4 separate regions of the Pan troglodytes genome follow, and regions 2, 3 and 4 are each linked to region 1. Evidence: chromatin contacts called from public Hi-C data. All regions are on one chromosome and are shown on one strand. Each heading gives the region's core, a stretch centred on a gene start, on an enhancer-like site or on the middle of the called end of the contact. The rest is flanking DNA. Distances are from core to core; before and after follow the strand shown.

The links. Hi-C and Micro-C count contacts between places; a contact is called where the count stands out from the background.
Region 2: a Hi-C map of stem cell-derived neural progenitor cells shows a contact between it and region 1, with 2.2 times the contacts expected there. The contact joins the enhancer-like site here to the promoter of PLPP3 in region 1. A contact is called at or near these places in 1 of 7 Hi-C or Micro-C datasets (stem cell-derived neural progenitor cells), 1 of 1 datasets of contacts at active chromatin or transcription factors (stem cell-derived excitatory neurons) and 1 of 1 other capture datasets (stem cell-derived neural stem cells).
Region 3: a contact with region 1 is called in a Hi-C map of induced pluripotent stem cells, with 2.3 times the contacts expected there. The contact joins the enhancer-like site here to the promoter of PLPP3 in region 1. A contact is called at or near these places in 1 of 7 Hi-C or Micro-C datasets (induced pluripotent stem cells) and 1 of 1 datasets of contacts at active chromatin or transcription factors (stem cell-derived excitatory neurons).
Region 4: a contact with region 1 is called in a Hi-C map of stem cell-derived neural progenitor cells, with 4 times the contacts expected there. The contact joins the enhancer-like site here to the promoter of PLPP3 in region 1. A contact is called at or near these places in 1 of 7 Hi-C or Micro-C datasets (stem cell-derived neural progenitor cells) and 1 of 1 datasets of contacts at active chromatin or transcription factors (stem cell-derived excitatory neurons).

Annotation. Positions count from the first base shown.
Region 1 is chr1:174,400,721-174,404,282 of NHGRI_mPanTro3-v2.0_pri, reverse strand. PLPP3 (phospholipid phosphatase 3) reads right to left here and starts at 1,527. Exons shown (of 6, transcript XM_016919260.3): 1 at 682-1,527. The coding sequence starts at 820.
Region 2 is chr1:174,644,805-174,648,366 of NHGRI_mPanTro3-v2.0_pri, reverse strand. It overlaps LOC112204411 (a long non-coding RNA gene), which reads right to left. Exons shown (of 3, transcript XR_002938065.3): 2 at 2,618-2,731. Among named protein-coding and RNA genes, the nearest start is that of PLPP3, 240 kb to the right of the region's middle. Within about 2 kb of position 1,751, at least 3 of the 24 cell types and tissues checked have an H3K27ac peak or open chromatin away from gene starts, as enhancers often do. A contact at or near this core is called in stem cell-derived neural progenitor cells and stem cell-derived neural stem cells, where this site is marked.
Region 3 is chr1:174,570,734-174,574,295 of NHGRI_mPanTro3-v2.0_pri, reverse strand. No RefSeq gene overlaps it. Among named protein-coding and RNA genes, the nearest start is that of PLPP3, 170 kb to the right of the region's middle. Within about 2 kb of position 1,690, at least 1 of the 24 cell types and tissues checked has an H3K27ac peak or open chromatin away from gene starts, as enhancers often do. A contact at or near this core is called in induced pluripotent stem cells, where this site is marked.
Region 4 is chr1:174,544,568-174,548,129 of NHGRI_mPanTro3-v2.0_pri, reverse strand. No RefSeq gene overlaps it. Among named protein-coding and RNA genes, the nearest start is that of PLPP3, 140 kb to the right of the region's middle. Within about 2 kb of position 1,814, at least 14 of the 24 cell types and tissues checked have an H3K27ac peak or open chromatin away from gene starts, as enhancers often do. A contact at or near this core is called in stem cell-derived neural progenitor cells, where this site is marked.

The sequences.
Region 1 (3,562 bases), core at 278-2,777:
AGGGAAATGGGGCTCATCACCCCTGCTGCACCGAGTCAGAGAGTGGGCGAGCTAAAACTGATGCCCGTGAAGCCGCCTACCACCTGGCACACAGTAGGCACTCAAGTGATTGCTGAAGCCGTGCCCAGCACCAAGCCCGGGGAAAGCACCTACAGGAGAGAAGCAAGTGAAAAGGCCGGCTAGCCAGTCTGGCGAGCCTGGGCAGCAAAGGCGGAAGGGCTGGATGTTTACATACAGCCGCCGGGAAGGCAGCTTGGCTCCAGGCAGGAGCCCGACTCTCGGGGCGATCCATTTCACTCGGATGGAGGGCGACCAGCTAGCTATACGCTGGCTCTAGAGCACGGCTCAACCAACTTCCCCTACGCTAAAAGGACGAACCCACACCTTCCGCGGGATTCCGCCCGGGCTTCCAACGTGGAGACGACTTTTACTGAGCTGGTTTAACAGTTGCCCACGAACGCTTAAGCACGCCCAGACCCCCTCAAGTACAGGCCAAGAAGTCGGTGGGATCGGGGAGGGCGGGGGCTTCGGGCCTGGGCGGCGCGAAGGCTCCCCAGGAAGGCTGCGGGGGCCCCCCGGAGCTGACGGCGCGGCGCGGCGCTGCGCGGCCCCGGACTGGGCTGGGACGCGCGCCGAGGGACGAGGGGCCGAGGGGCCGAGGGACAGCGGGGCTGGGCTCACCCATGAAGAGGCAGAAGAGGTCGAGGCAGATGAGCAGCACCCGCTTGCTGCCGCTCCTCCTCGGGTTGTTGTTGAGCGCCGGGCTGCCGCCGTTCTTGCTCTCCGGGACGATCGCTTTGTCGTACTTGTAGTTTTGCATGGCGCTGGCTGCGGCGCGAGCCTCCCGCCCCGCGAAGACGTCCCGCAACAGCAGCCACACACCCAGGCGCCCGGGTCGCCTCCTGGCCGAGGCTGCTGCGGATAGTGGCGGGTCGGCCCCGGCTCCGGGCGCGGCGGCTAGAGTGTAGCCGGGGCTGCCTGCCTCCAACTGCAGAAGGTGGTGTTTTCTGCTCCTCCTGCGCGCCTCTGCTTTCCTCTCTCAACCCTAAATCGTTCGAAAGTCCAAGGGGAAGAGAGCCAGATCCCGAGCAGAAACTTTTGCAGAGCTGCGCAGCTTGGGGCGCGCTGTTCTGGCGCGCGTCTGAGTGCGCGAGCGAGCGAGTGGGCAGCGCGGGCGCTCGGCCACCTTCCTCCGCAGCTGGTTCCTTAATGAATGGGAGCTGCGCTGAGCCCAGCAACTCCGGAGCGCCAGCCCCAACTCTAACTTTGCCTCCTCCTCCTCCTCCTCCTCCTCCTCCGGCTCCTCCTGCTCCTCCTGCTGTTGGTGCTGCTGCCGCGGCGGCTGCTGCTGTGATCGCCTGGGTTTGTTTTCTGCACTTTTATTTCACGAGGTCCTTTAAAAAGAGAAGACGTGGGGGGAGAGAGAGAGAGGGACCTCCTTACTTGGCTCGGATGGGATTCCGAAAGCACAGCCCCTTCCTTAAGCTGCCTAAGACGTAGGATAATTAAGGCCACATTTTCCCCCACCCCCTTCAAAAAAAAAAAAAAAAAAAGTCCTAAAAGGAAAAGTTACTCTCAAACCAGAGAAACCGGGAGCCCCTAGCGTTCAGAAACACCAAATTGTCACCAAAGAAAAAATATATATAAATAAAAAGAAACGTTTTCTTGCTGGCCTTGGGTCAAGTAAAAGTTAGGGCTGTACAGCTAAAATGCATTTTTCCTCACCTACAAACCTGAGGCTTTCAGGTCTTTATTGTGACTTGAATTGTATTACCCTGAAAATATAATTTTTAAGGAAAACGAGTTGTTTGTTTGTTTAAGATCTTAACATCCAACACCGGGTACTACGCTAGATTTTGAGAATACTAAAATGAAAAAGACTGCACGACTGTGGAACCACATCTCCTGGATTTCAATCCTGTGACTCCGTGCCTCAGTTTCCCCGTATGTAACTAGAGATAACTGTTCCTTTTCATATAGGGTGGTTGTGAAGACTTAATTTGTTAATCCGTATAAGCTCCTAGAACAGTGCCCAGTACATAGGAAGTGCTCTGTGAGGGTTAGCAATTACCTTTTTTCTGGGTGAAGGAGTCTCAGGCAACCCCTCTCTTGGCCCCAAGAGTAATTCTACTACTATGGGGAATTCCAGGGCAGCCAAAATGCTCTCTGCTTGAGTTTCAGACAATCTAACATTTTTCCTTAGAGGCTGGCATCTTATTTTTAATTATTTTATGTGAGTTAATCTTTTTTCCAGATAGAGAATAAACATTTCCAGGGCAAGGGCCTTCCCTTGTATCTTCTATAGTGCCTAGCATGGACCTGGGCACAGTGGACAATAAATGGATGTTTTTTCCAGGTGGTTCTTTGTGTGCATTCAGAAATGGAAATATTTGTAGCTTTTTGATACATTATATGAATCATGTTCTTTCTTACACTGACTTGTTTTGGGTTTTGATAACTTTATATGCAGCCACCATCAACCCTTTCTGGTACAATTGCCCTTTCTGGTACAATCCTTTCACACTCCACACCCCTGCTCTCCTGCACGCTCTGCCTATAATGCATACCCTTTCCTCCTCTAGTTAGGGAAATGCTTCTCTTGCTTTAGTATCCTCTGAAATGTCACCTCCTCTCTGAGTACTTTCTTCATTCCTGCACAGAATTAACTTCACTGTCAACTCTTTGCTTATAACTATTTTTTTCCCCCCGAGATGGCGTCTCACTCTATCACCCAGGCTGGAGTGCAGTGCCTCAATCTTGGCTCACTGCAATCTCCGCCTCCTGGATTCAAGGGATTCTCTTGCCTCAGCCTCCTGAGTAGCTGAGATTACAGGCTCGTGCCACCACACACGGCTATTTTTGTATTTTTAGTAGAGATGGGGCTTCACCATGTTGGTCAGGCTGGTCTCAAATTCCTGACGTCATGATCGCCTGCCTCGGCCTCCCAAAGTGCTAGGATTACAGGCATGAGCCTATCTCAGCCTGATTTGGTGTTACAGATGGTAAAGACTAGCAAATTGTGTAGGTTATCAGCGCCGCGGCATCTCTCTAGTACCTAGCACGGGATTTGCTGTGTACTGAATTAAGCTCAAGTTAGGACCGGTTAGTAAGTGGGGCTTGCAAAGAAAGACAACATTGCTATCTTCTGGAAGCAAGAAGATCTGACTCTCCCAAGAAGTTTTGGAGCTGAAGCATCCAACTGCAAATCACACACAGCACTCTCAATTCAAATAGCACAGGTAAAAGCCAGGGTAGTTCAGAAGGCAGATGCTTGAGATAGCTTTTTCTTGAGAAACACCTTCTCTTGAAAAGTTAAAAGAGTGGAAACAAAACAAGGCCAGGTTCATAATTATTGACATTCTAAGAGGAATTCAGGATTCCAGGGTCTTTGCCTACTCAATTGTCTTTGTAATTATAGTCATCTTTGAAATTCTTAGTCATCAAACCATGCTTTTGGAATTCCAATCTAAAAGCAAGCTTTCTTGAAACTGCAGGCCTCTCTGATCTTTCCCTCCTTGGAGCTCTAAAAGACCTTGAGTATCTACTCAAGGTCTTATTCCAC
Region 2 (3,562 bases), core at 502-3,001, 240 kb before region 1:
CCAGTTCGCAGGGCCCTTTCACATTTGGTGTCTTCTTCCTGGTAAAGGACTAGGTTTGTCCTGTTAGAGAGTTGTCAAATGGATTCTGAGAAAGTGAAGTGGCTTTACTCAGGTCACAGCTGGAAGGACCAGGGCCTGAATCCTAAATACTGATGCCACAGTGGGTTTCATTGCTGCTATTTTGACGTCCGTTCTAGCACTCAGTTCTACTGTTTCATAGAGTAGGGAGATGTTGCTGTGAAGGCTTCAATTTACTTCAACATGCCTATATGAAAGTTGGCTAAGTGCTCAGAAAAGAAGTAGCTTTTGAACAGAATGCATTTATAGCTAAAGGCTTCCACACTGGGAGTCAGTGTCAGAGAGATTAAATACCTAGTCTTGGGAATGACATCTGGCTTTAAATCAGCACTCCGCCACTAATCATCATGTGGCCCTGGGCAAGTCCCTTGATCTGTACAAGGCTCAGTTTCCTCGTATATAAAATGGAGATTGCAATGGCACCTCTGTCTTCTAAAGCATATTGCATAATACAGGCAAGTAGCAATACTAAATAAATGTTAACTAGTATTCTGATCTAATTTTTAAGCTCCAGTTGGTGCCTACTGCTCTTGAAGTAAAGACCAAACTCCTTAATATGATCTACAAAGCTTGGATCTATCTAAGTGAACCTGTTTAGCCTAACATCCCACTTTGCTCACTACACACCAGCCACATTAATGAGATGACTATTATTTCTCCATCCAGTAGAGATGCTTTAGGGAGTGCAAAAAAGCTCTATTAATGAATACACTGGGTTTACAAAGGGACTATCCACAGAAAACAGGACCATATGGTCATGTTACACATTGACTTTCTCTCCGTTCTTGGTTTGTGCAAAACTCCATTGCAACTGCATGCATGCTGCTTTACTTAAGCAAAATGCCCTTCCTCTCCCCTTTAATTCCACCACCTATGACTCATCCCTCTAGTTTCATTTTCAATGACACTTTCAGCCATAGGCCCTCACAGCACCCTATATTTCTTTCTTATAATACTTTTTCATAACTTTTGTTTGAACAACTACTTCTCCATCAAGATTGATTTATATCTATCTCTCCCACTAGACTGTAAGCTTCATGAGCATAGACTATGACTGTCTTATTCATCATTATATCAAGTTTCTAGCAGTTACTGAATGAATGAATAAAATTATTATTATATATGACTTGCACAATAACTCTGTAAGATAAAGAAGTATTATCATCTCCATTTTATAGATGTAAAAATGAAAACAGAGAAGTTAAGCAACTTGCCCAAAGTGACACAGTGAGTGAAGTATTGAATACAAGGGACTCTGACCTAGAGTAAGACTCCCAGCTCAATACATTTTCTGCTACTCCATATTGTCTCTTAATATCCTATCTCCATGTCTTTTGGATCTGAAAAACTCAGCCTCTATTACCGACAGCTAATGAATACAAGAGAGATTTCTCTGAACACAGACAAGCCCTCTATCCCTTCTCTTTTAGTGGGGGCTGTTGGAAAGGAAGCTTACTTCAAGTAGATATAAGAAATAAACATTTTTGCCAGCTTGAATGCAGCCTAATCCAGTGGTTATTTAGATTAAAACCCCAGGGCAGTGTCCAGGCTGACCTCATCTCTATGTGGCAGAAGAGTGCCACCAGGTTCAGCCACACTCAGGAGCCTCAGCCCAGGAGAAGTACATAAGGAAATAGTTCAGAATCCCAGTGCTCCAGGGGAGCCTTGATGACTGAAACTTGAGAGGCCTCCTGAACTTGGAAGAGAGGTCAGGCCACCAAATGCTCCATTGTCCATTGAATGTTACATCCCGTGCAATTCCAGATAACTCAATACTACAGTATTCTCTTACAACTGAGAGTATTATATTTTTCAAATGCTTCCATAAACAGCTTTGTTTTCCTTTTAACCTATCAACAACTAAAAAAAAAAATGTGGGAACAAGTAATGCAGTAAAAAATGGTTAAGTGCATGGGATTTGGAGTCAGACAGGTTGAATCCCATTTCTGCTGCCTTCTAGCTATGGAACTTGAATAAGCCACTGAGCCCCTGTGAGCCTCCGTTTTCTCATGTGTAAAATAAAGATACTGTATTACATACAGAGATATCATAGAGTCAGTCAGGTGATGTATGTAAAATGCTTTTCTCAGAAGTTCAATATTAATAGTACTTAAGTCAGAATTTCTGGACTCCACTTTGTTGAGTGGGATTTCTTTACAGTGAGGCCCACCAGCAAATATCCACCTCCTAGTTCATCTCCATAGTTAAATAGCAGGCTGAGTAAATATTTGTGACATGAATCAATAAGCCAGTGAACCTTTGTCCCGTTATGGCACCAAGAAACCTTTCCCTCTCTCCTGGTTTTGGGCCTAAATGCTTCTGGAATAATGAGCTGTCATGGATTGATGAATCACAAAGCAGTGGACTTACAATGCCTTCCAAGCAATCAGGTTTAAAGAAAAATCCTTTAGGGCACATTGATGGGGGGTGAAAGAGAGCGAGGCTGGGTCCTGATGAATCCCACACGCAGCCTGACAGAGTGAATGGCAACCTCTTCAAATCGGTTCTTGGCGGAGGCACTCTGGGAGTTCTTACTTACCAGCCTCTCCGGACCTGTCTGTCCGTCCACCGCAGACTCTACCTCTGATTGGGGAGGCCTGAGTCAGGCGACCAGGGGATCCTGCTGATTGGAGTCAGCTCAATGACTCGTCAGCTGGAAAGAGGGGGATATTGAATTCATCAGTCATGTTGACAGGGGGCGTGGGGTGGAGAGTGCAGGGGAAAACCCAGTGTTGGGCAAAGCTGTGAAGAACACTGGGTTAGACTTGGGCACGATAACCCCTTGAACCAAATTAATGACCCACAGGCTCCCATTGTTTTGTTTCAAATTGTACTGAATGATGGATAATAAATGTTAACCCTTGGGTCTCACTCAAATATCTAAGAAAACAGTAGGCAATTTCTTAAATTTTTTTTCCGAGTGTTTTCATGTATCTTTAAATGTTATACAACATTTATATTTCAGTAATTGGACACGCTGTTACTACCTGGGATGGTAGCAGCCAATTGGGATTTTTTTTTGTTTTCTTTTCTTTTTTTTTTTTTTTGAGACAGAGTCTCACTGTCACCCAGGCTGGAGCACAGTGGTGCAATCTCAGCTCACTGCAACCTCCACCCCTCAGGTTCAAAGATTCTCATGCCTCAGCCTCCTGAGTAGCTGGGATTACAGGCATACACCATCACACCCAGCTAATTTTTGTATTTTAAGTAGAGACGGGGTTTTGTCATGTTGGCCAGGCTGGTCTTGAACTCCTGACCTCAAGTGATTTACCCGCTTTGGACTCCCAAAGTGGTGGGATTACAGGCGTGAGCCACGGCACTTGGTCAACAAATTGGGATTTATTAAACACCTATTTTGTACTATATATATATATATATATATGTTATTTTACTCATTTCTCTGAGAGGGGTGCCTACATAGTTCCCAAATTATAGATAAGAAAACAGGGAAAGACAGGGGACTAATTTGCAGAGTCACTTTACA
Region 3 (3,562 bases), core at 441-2,940, 170 kb before region 1:
CAGCTGAGTCATTTGGGGACCTTGGGTAGGACATGCAGCTCCCAAGAAGAGCACCCTTTCCTACATTTGAGATTCTATTTCTCCCCATTTCTTCTCCCCAATTCCTGTGGGCTGCTGCCCACAGGAATGGATGTCTGCTCCCTACTGTCTGCCTCCTGCTGGGATGCCAGTACACCTCTTTCCCGTGATCGACCTTGCTCCCCTGGTGGATTTCTTAGCACCAGCTCTCTGTCTGGACTGCCCAACAGAATCTCCAGGGAGCAAGCACACTTTGGCAGGTGAGTCCTGTGTAGTTGGACCACTCTCTAACCAGTGCGTGAGCACAATTACCAGCACCCAGCCCCTCTCCATCCAACCTGTCCTACTGCCTCACCAAACTCAGACTCATACCTTCCCTCCCACGTGGCTCCCTCACCACTTCTACCCAACTCGGCTCAGGCAGGAGTGGTTACCTGGTTACCTTGGGTAACCAACATATTAAGACTTTTCATATCCTAATACAGAGCATTACTCAAACTGGATCAAGAGGCAAGAAAGTGAGATTGAAAGAATATGGACTTACTAAAACAAATATTTTGTTTGGCTATCCAACAAGCAAACATCTTTTTATACCCACTTTTTGTTGAAGGTGCAGGGAAACAGGAATATTCACACACTTGTAGTGGGAAATAAATGTTTATAAGTTTCCTGGGGGGTAGGGCAAGTTGGCAATATAGTATATTGAAATGTCTTTGAAACCAAAATGCACTTTTAATCATCAATCTCACTTCTAGGAATTTATCCCAAGGAAGTAAAAATACACACAAAGATTAAACTACAAGGATGCTTACTGCAGCATTTTTAATATTAGTAAAAAGCTAGATATAACCTAAATATTTAGCAACGGAAGATCAGTTAAATAAACAGTTCATTCATAAAATGAAATACTATGCAGTCTTTTTAAATGATACAGAAATACGTTTATAGATGCAGAAAGACATTTATGATATATCGTTAAGCAGAAAAGCTGGTTACAAATATATACATGGGGAAAAAAAGTCTGGAAAGACATACCAATGTGATTGTAGCTCTTATATCTGAATGGCAGAATTTATGGATAATTTTTATTTTTTTACTTATCGGTATTTTCTCAATTTTAGATAATATGCCTTACTTGTGTAATAGAAAATAAAATAAAATTTGCTTTTTTAAAGGGTAGGGACATGGTATTCACACAGACTTGGGTTCAAATCCCAGCTAGACCACCAATTAGCAGTGTGACCACAGAGACATTACTTACATCCCCTGAGCTTCAGTTTCTTCATATCCAATATGGGTATAAGGGCACTTTCCTCATGAGGTGGTCTTGAGGTTTACATGTGAAAGCATTAATCAAATGCTTGACGCAGGGTAGGTACTGAGCTACATTTTTCCCCTTTCTTCCTGGATGTCCAAAAATAACTGAGGTAACCATTTACAAGTACAACACGGTCAAACACGCCAAGTCATGTAAAATGTAGATCCGGAAATTATGAGAGACTAATATTTAGTGCTTCAGCCTAACTCTTCTCTCTCTGATCTCCCCAGCCCCATACAGTGCGGCGGCAGATGCAGAGATTCCCGTTATTAACCAAGGTGTCTTGAAGGTTCGGAGGCCATCCAGGTGGAATAAAGCAGGCTGTGTTACCCAGCCCCATCAGCAGGTGGGGCCAGTCTCACCTGGTGTCTTCATTCAGCCTGGCACACCTCACCAGGCATCAGGCTGTATGTCATAAGGGGCTATTCCGTCAGTTACTGCACATGTTTGAGACTCTCACTCTACCTGCTCCCACCTCAATCCAGTTCCCGTTTGTGCCTCCACCTCCACTTACAGTCTCACTCTTACCACTTAGGATTTTAGCCTCTTCATAGGGGAACTTCGTTGTCTATCAGGAATGTCTGGAATTTGTCCTGCCTTCCCCCAACTACTCATTAATTTCCTCACCAAACTTTATGACTACCTAATGGGTGCCAAGCTTTGTGCTAGGACTCAGAGATCAATCAGAGACAGCAGACCCTGATCTTGGGGGAGCCACACAGCCTGCCCCAAGGCCTCAGGTGGGGAAAACAGACTGGAACACAGACCATAACCAATAGCTATTATAACACAGCACTACAATGCTGTGTTATAGTAACTATTATCATTAGAATCTTTATATAACACTTGTTATATACCAGGAGCTGTTCTAAGCACTTTATATATGTTAAGCTTAATTATTACAACTTATCTATAAGAGATAGGTTAAAATTATCTCTATTTGATTGATAAAGGAATTGAGGCACAGAGCAGTTAAGTAACTTGCCCAGGATAGCACAGTTGGTAAATGGCAGAACCAAGATTTGAACTGAGCCTCCTTTACACTCTTAAAAATGACAGGATTCTAAAGAGGTTTTGTTTATGTGGGTCATGTCTAGTGATATTTATCAAGTCAGAAATTAGAGAACTTTTAAAAACATTTATCAATTCCCTTAAAATAACAATAATAAATCTGTTACATGTTAATCTAAATAATAAATTTTAATGAAAAAAAATCCGTAGCAAAATTAGTAAGAAGAATGCCATTGTTTCACGTTTGCAATATCTTTAATGTCTGACTTATTAACATACAAAGCAGATTCACATATCTTTTGCATTCAGCCTATTGTCATGTGTTATTTGATTAAAGGATATGAAGAAACCTGGCCTCACACATCATGAAGTTGAATAAGGGAGAAGTATTTTAATAATCTATTCAGATAACTGTGGACATTCCTCTTTGATAGTACACCAAAACTTGACAAGTGGTGGATTTTTAAAGGGTCACTGCCATGTGGAATCTGAAACCAGCTCACAGTGAAGGATACAAGTTTTCCAAAATCCCAGTTTTTCATTTGAACTCTCAAATTTTATAATTGGCCGTACATACTGTCATTTGTTTTCCTCGAAGTAACAGCTCTGACTTCATCATTTAAATATATATATGTGTGGGTGGATGTGTGTGCGTGTGTGTGTGGGTGTGTGTAGGTGTGTGTGTGGGTGTGTGTGCAGGTGTGTGTCTGCCAACTACCCATGGCTGAATAACTGCAGTGTGTCTGTCAATCGTTCTTTCCAGGAAAATGGTTTTCCATGGAGAAAATGGCTACTTCAGCTCCCAACTCACTCACTCACTCCGGTGCTTTTCCTTGAGACCACCACTGTGCTTTTGTAGGCAACAGAAAAGCTTTACCCATACTCTTATCTCATCACACCAATCATTAAAAAGACAGGCCAGACACTCGAAGGCTGAAGTTTAATAAATTTGATCATTTTTATTGCTTCATCAAGGACATTAAGTGAAACTGACTTTTTTCTTCCTACCATGCACATGTGGTGGTGAATAATACAATGATAACTACTGCAGTTTGCTACCACTACCTTGATCCAAACTAAAGCACCAGCTGTTTACCACTGTTGCTTTTACACCATCAGTTTAAACATCAACCAATGAAAAGGGAAAATTACATCTTAGTAGCATTATAAAAATAGTTCTGATCTCATGAACCTCTAAAAGTACCTCAGGTTCCT
Region 4 (3,562 bases), core at 565-3,064, 140 kb before region 1:
GTAAACCATGAGGCTGGGGACGAAAGCAGAGCCCAACTGGTAAGGCAGTGGGAAGCCAGGGAGATATTTGAGCACGTGAGTCATGTCTCCAAGTTTGAGTTTTAGAATGTTGACTCTGAGCATGGTATAATCTCATTTCTTATCCTTCCATCTCATAAGCTCCACCCACCATTCTTTCTTTCTTCCTACACACCAGTAGTTCCCAAAGTGTGGCCCTAAACCAACAGCATCACATCATATGAGATCTTGTTAAAAATGCAAATTCTCCAGCCCTACCCTTGGCCCCATGGAATCTGAAAGACCAGGGTGGGGCCAGCAATCTGTACTTTAACTAACCCTCCAGGTGATGCCAATATACCCCAAATTCAAGAACCACTGTGCCTGACAATCTATCTTCTAAGAAGGGAAAGGACAAAATACCAATGTGCTTCCTTTAGCTCCAGAGTTCTCCTGAAACACACCCACTATGAAGCTCCCCCATCAGGATGTACTTATTCTTTCCTCCAGTAAACTTTAAACAGCACCTACTGCATAGAAACCAGAGGCAGAAGTGTTCTTCCCCAGTTCATTCTTTAATTCATCCACTGATATGTCTGTAGCCCATGCAAGGTATGTTTCACACTTGACCTCAGACACACCTGATTTGAATCCCAGCCCCACCGTTCTTTGCCAAGAATGAAAACATGGTGGGACCAGGAATCCCATGGAGAAGTGAGGAGAGCAGAGGGGATCAGTACCCAGTTCTGCCTGCAGGAGGTGGGCAGGTCTGGCGGGCCCCTCTCTAGGTGTGTATGGTTCCATCCCCCTGCACAGGGTTCCTGCAGATGGGGCTCCCAGCTGTGCAGGGAAGGGCATGGGGTAGGGGCACTCCCACAAGCACAAATGACATATGTTTCGTATTATATGCACATTCTTTGTGGGAGCCCCAGTGAAAAATACACATGGCTAACCATCCCTTTCTCAGAAGGAGGGGCCCCAGGAAAGGAGATTTTGACTGCTGGCTTTATCAAGAGTCAGAAAGAGTGAACACTCTGAGTCTGTTAGAAAAACAAACTGACTGTGCTTGGGCTTTTAATTTTAAGGATCAGAAGGTCTGGATGTCAGCGGATACCTTGAAGAGCCCACCTGGGTCTCAAGACAGTGGTGGAAAGTGCAAGAGATTTGGCATCTACCCAGCTCCCTGACTTCCTTGCTGTGTGGCATTAAGAGATCCACCAGGTTCGCTGACCTTCCATTTCCTCATCTCTAATCTGAGGATAAAAACATTTCAACTCACAGGGCAAGCATCATGGCATTTGCAAGAGTTCTTTGTTAAACATATTACATACAAGGGACTCTTATCATTATTACATTTTAAAAATTCAGAGGGAAATATTGATCAAAAAATTATCTAGCAGCATGATATATAAGGAAGAAGATGGATTTAAAGTCATACTGAACTAAATATAGATCTCACCTTCACCACTCCTAGCTGTGTGGCCTCAGGCAAGTTACTTGACTTCTCTGAACCTCAGCTTTCCCATCTGCAAAATTGGGGTAGAAGTACCCCCCACCCATTAGGGTTGCTGCAAGGCCTAACTCTGATACCCTCTGTAAATGCCCCTGGCTCGTACAAAGTACTGGATATAGGTGAGTAACTCAGCCCAGGGGTGCCCAGAGCAGCATGGCCCACACAATCCAGATTTGGGGATGCTCCAAGAGCCAGCTCTGCTCTGCACATCCCCTAGCTTGAGGGAAGAGGCTGCCTCCTCCCCTGACACTCCTCTGAAAGCTATTCTTCAGGCTCACAGCTCTGGCAGCCTCCCCTCTGCCTCGATCAAGTTACAGACCCATTTGTTTTCCCCTCACAAAGCCCTGCAGTCTGTGAAGCAACTCCCCCTCCTCCTCCAGCCTGGCAAGCTGGGCCAAGAGTTCAGCTCCGGGTAGTACAGCCCCAGCACTTCTCATTAAGGCACACAGAAAATGTCACAGCTGGCCCCATGTTCATTCCCTTGTATGTGTCTTCATCAATTTCCAGGCCCCTGGAAGCAATTCCCAGAATCCACTTCTTTTCAGCTAAGTTCCCTAGAGGGGAGGGGGAGCTTCTTAAGCCCACTCACACCCAGCAGGTGTTGGTGAGGGATCTGATCCAAGGCAGAGGGGGTGGGAACTAACATTTTCAGGCCATCTCTCATGGACCAGGCTCTTTTTATCCATGTCTTTCAAATCTTAACATGAGCATCGCTTTTCTAGGGGCGCTTTCCCTGATTGTCCCACCCCCAGCCAAGACTCAGTGAAGTCCTGTCTCGTAGCAAGCTGTATTTCTTCTTGCAATACTTACATGTGCAAGCATATGTTTAATGTCTTCCTTCCCTTGTAAGCTTCATGGGGTGGTGGGGGTGGGGCACAATCAAGTCCATTTCATTCTCCAATGTTTCTTTAGTGCCTGACACCTACTCTGTGCCCAGGCACTAAAGAAACACTGGAGAATGAACTACACAGTGCCTGACACGGAGCAGGTGCTTAATAGATAAGGAATGAATGAATGAATGCATCAACCTCATTGCAATGCTGTGCAGTAAATAGTATTATTTTCTGGATTTTGCAGAGAAAGTAACTGTGACTCCAAAGGTGAAATGTCTTATCCCAGGTGACACAGCCAGTAAGTGGTTCAGGTAAGATCAAACCTAGTTTTTTACCAGGACTTACTGCACTTGATTTATACTATGATTGAGCTGGAAACAAAACAATTTTTCAAAATAAAGAAGCTGAAAGTGTTTGCCCACAATTCTCTCTCCACCCCCAACCCAGCATGATTTGTACTGAGCAAGAGGATTCTAAGGGCTTTGTGTAGCCCACGCAAGGCAGAGGAAAGGGTACAGGGGCTGCCCTTGTCCCCCAGCTGCCAGAGACTGGATCCTCACATGGAGCCCCGCCCGGCTTGTCCCCACCAGGGCAGGACTTGGATAAAAAGTCTCAGGAGAACAAAGACCACATTTTCCCCTGTGAAGCAGAGAGGCCACTGCCGGGGAAACAATGGCCTTGCTGCGGATCAAAGGAGCTGGGCCTGTGCTGGGGACAAAAGCTGAGTCCCTGCTTGATAAGACTGACAACCGGCTCTTCCCCTCCTTTTAGAAAAGTCTCCAGAGAGTCCACCCCACCTTCCCAGCCTCACCTCCCCACTCCCCTCCCCTCCCCCACACAGCAGAGCTCCAGGAATGCAGGCTAATTGCTCTTCCCCCAGCGAGCCTCGTTCTTTAACATGCTAGGCTTTTGCTTAAGTGTTTCATCTGCCTACCATGAATTTTCCCTCCTTCCCCCTTAAGTGTACACTTACTCAGAGTTCAATATTTTTGCTCAAAAATTGCCTCCCCTCTGCCCTCCCTGATCCTTTGACACCTACATGGATTGCACGCAGCTGTGCATTTGCTCAGACCCCCCAGCTCCTGCCTGGAGTTAGAGCACTGAATTATTACTACCACCTCCAATGCCAGCCTCTCCCTCCAGGTCGTGACCACATGGAGGCCAAGATAATTTCTTAACAATGTTGTAAATGCATTGCCAGACACAAGAGAAGACTGAT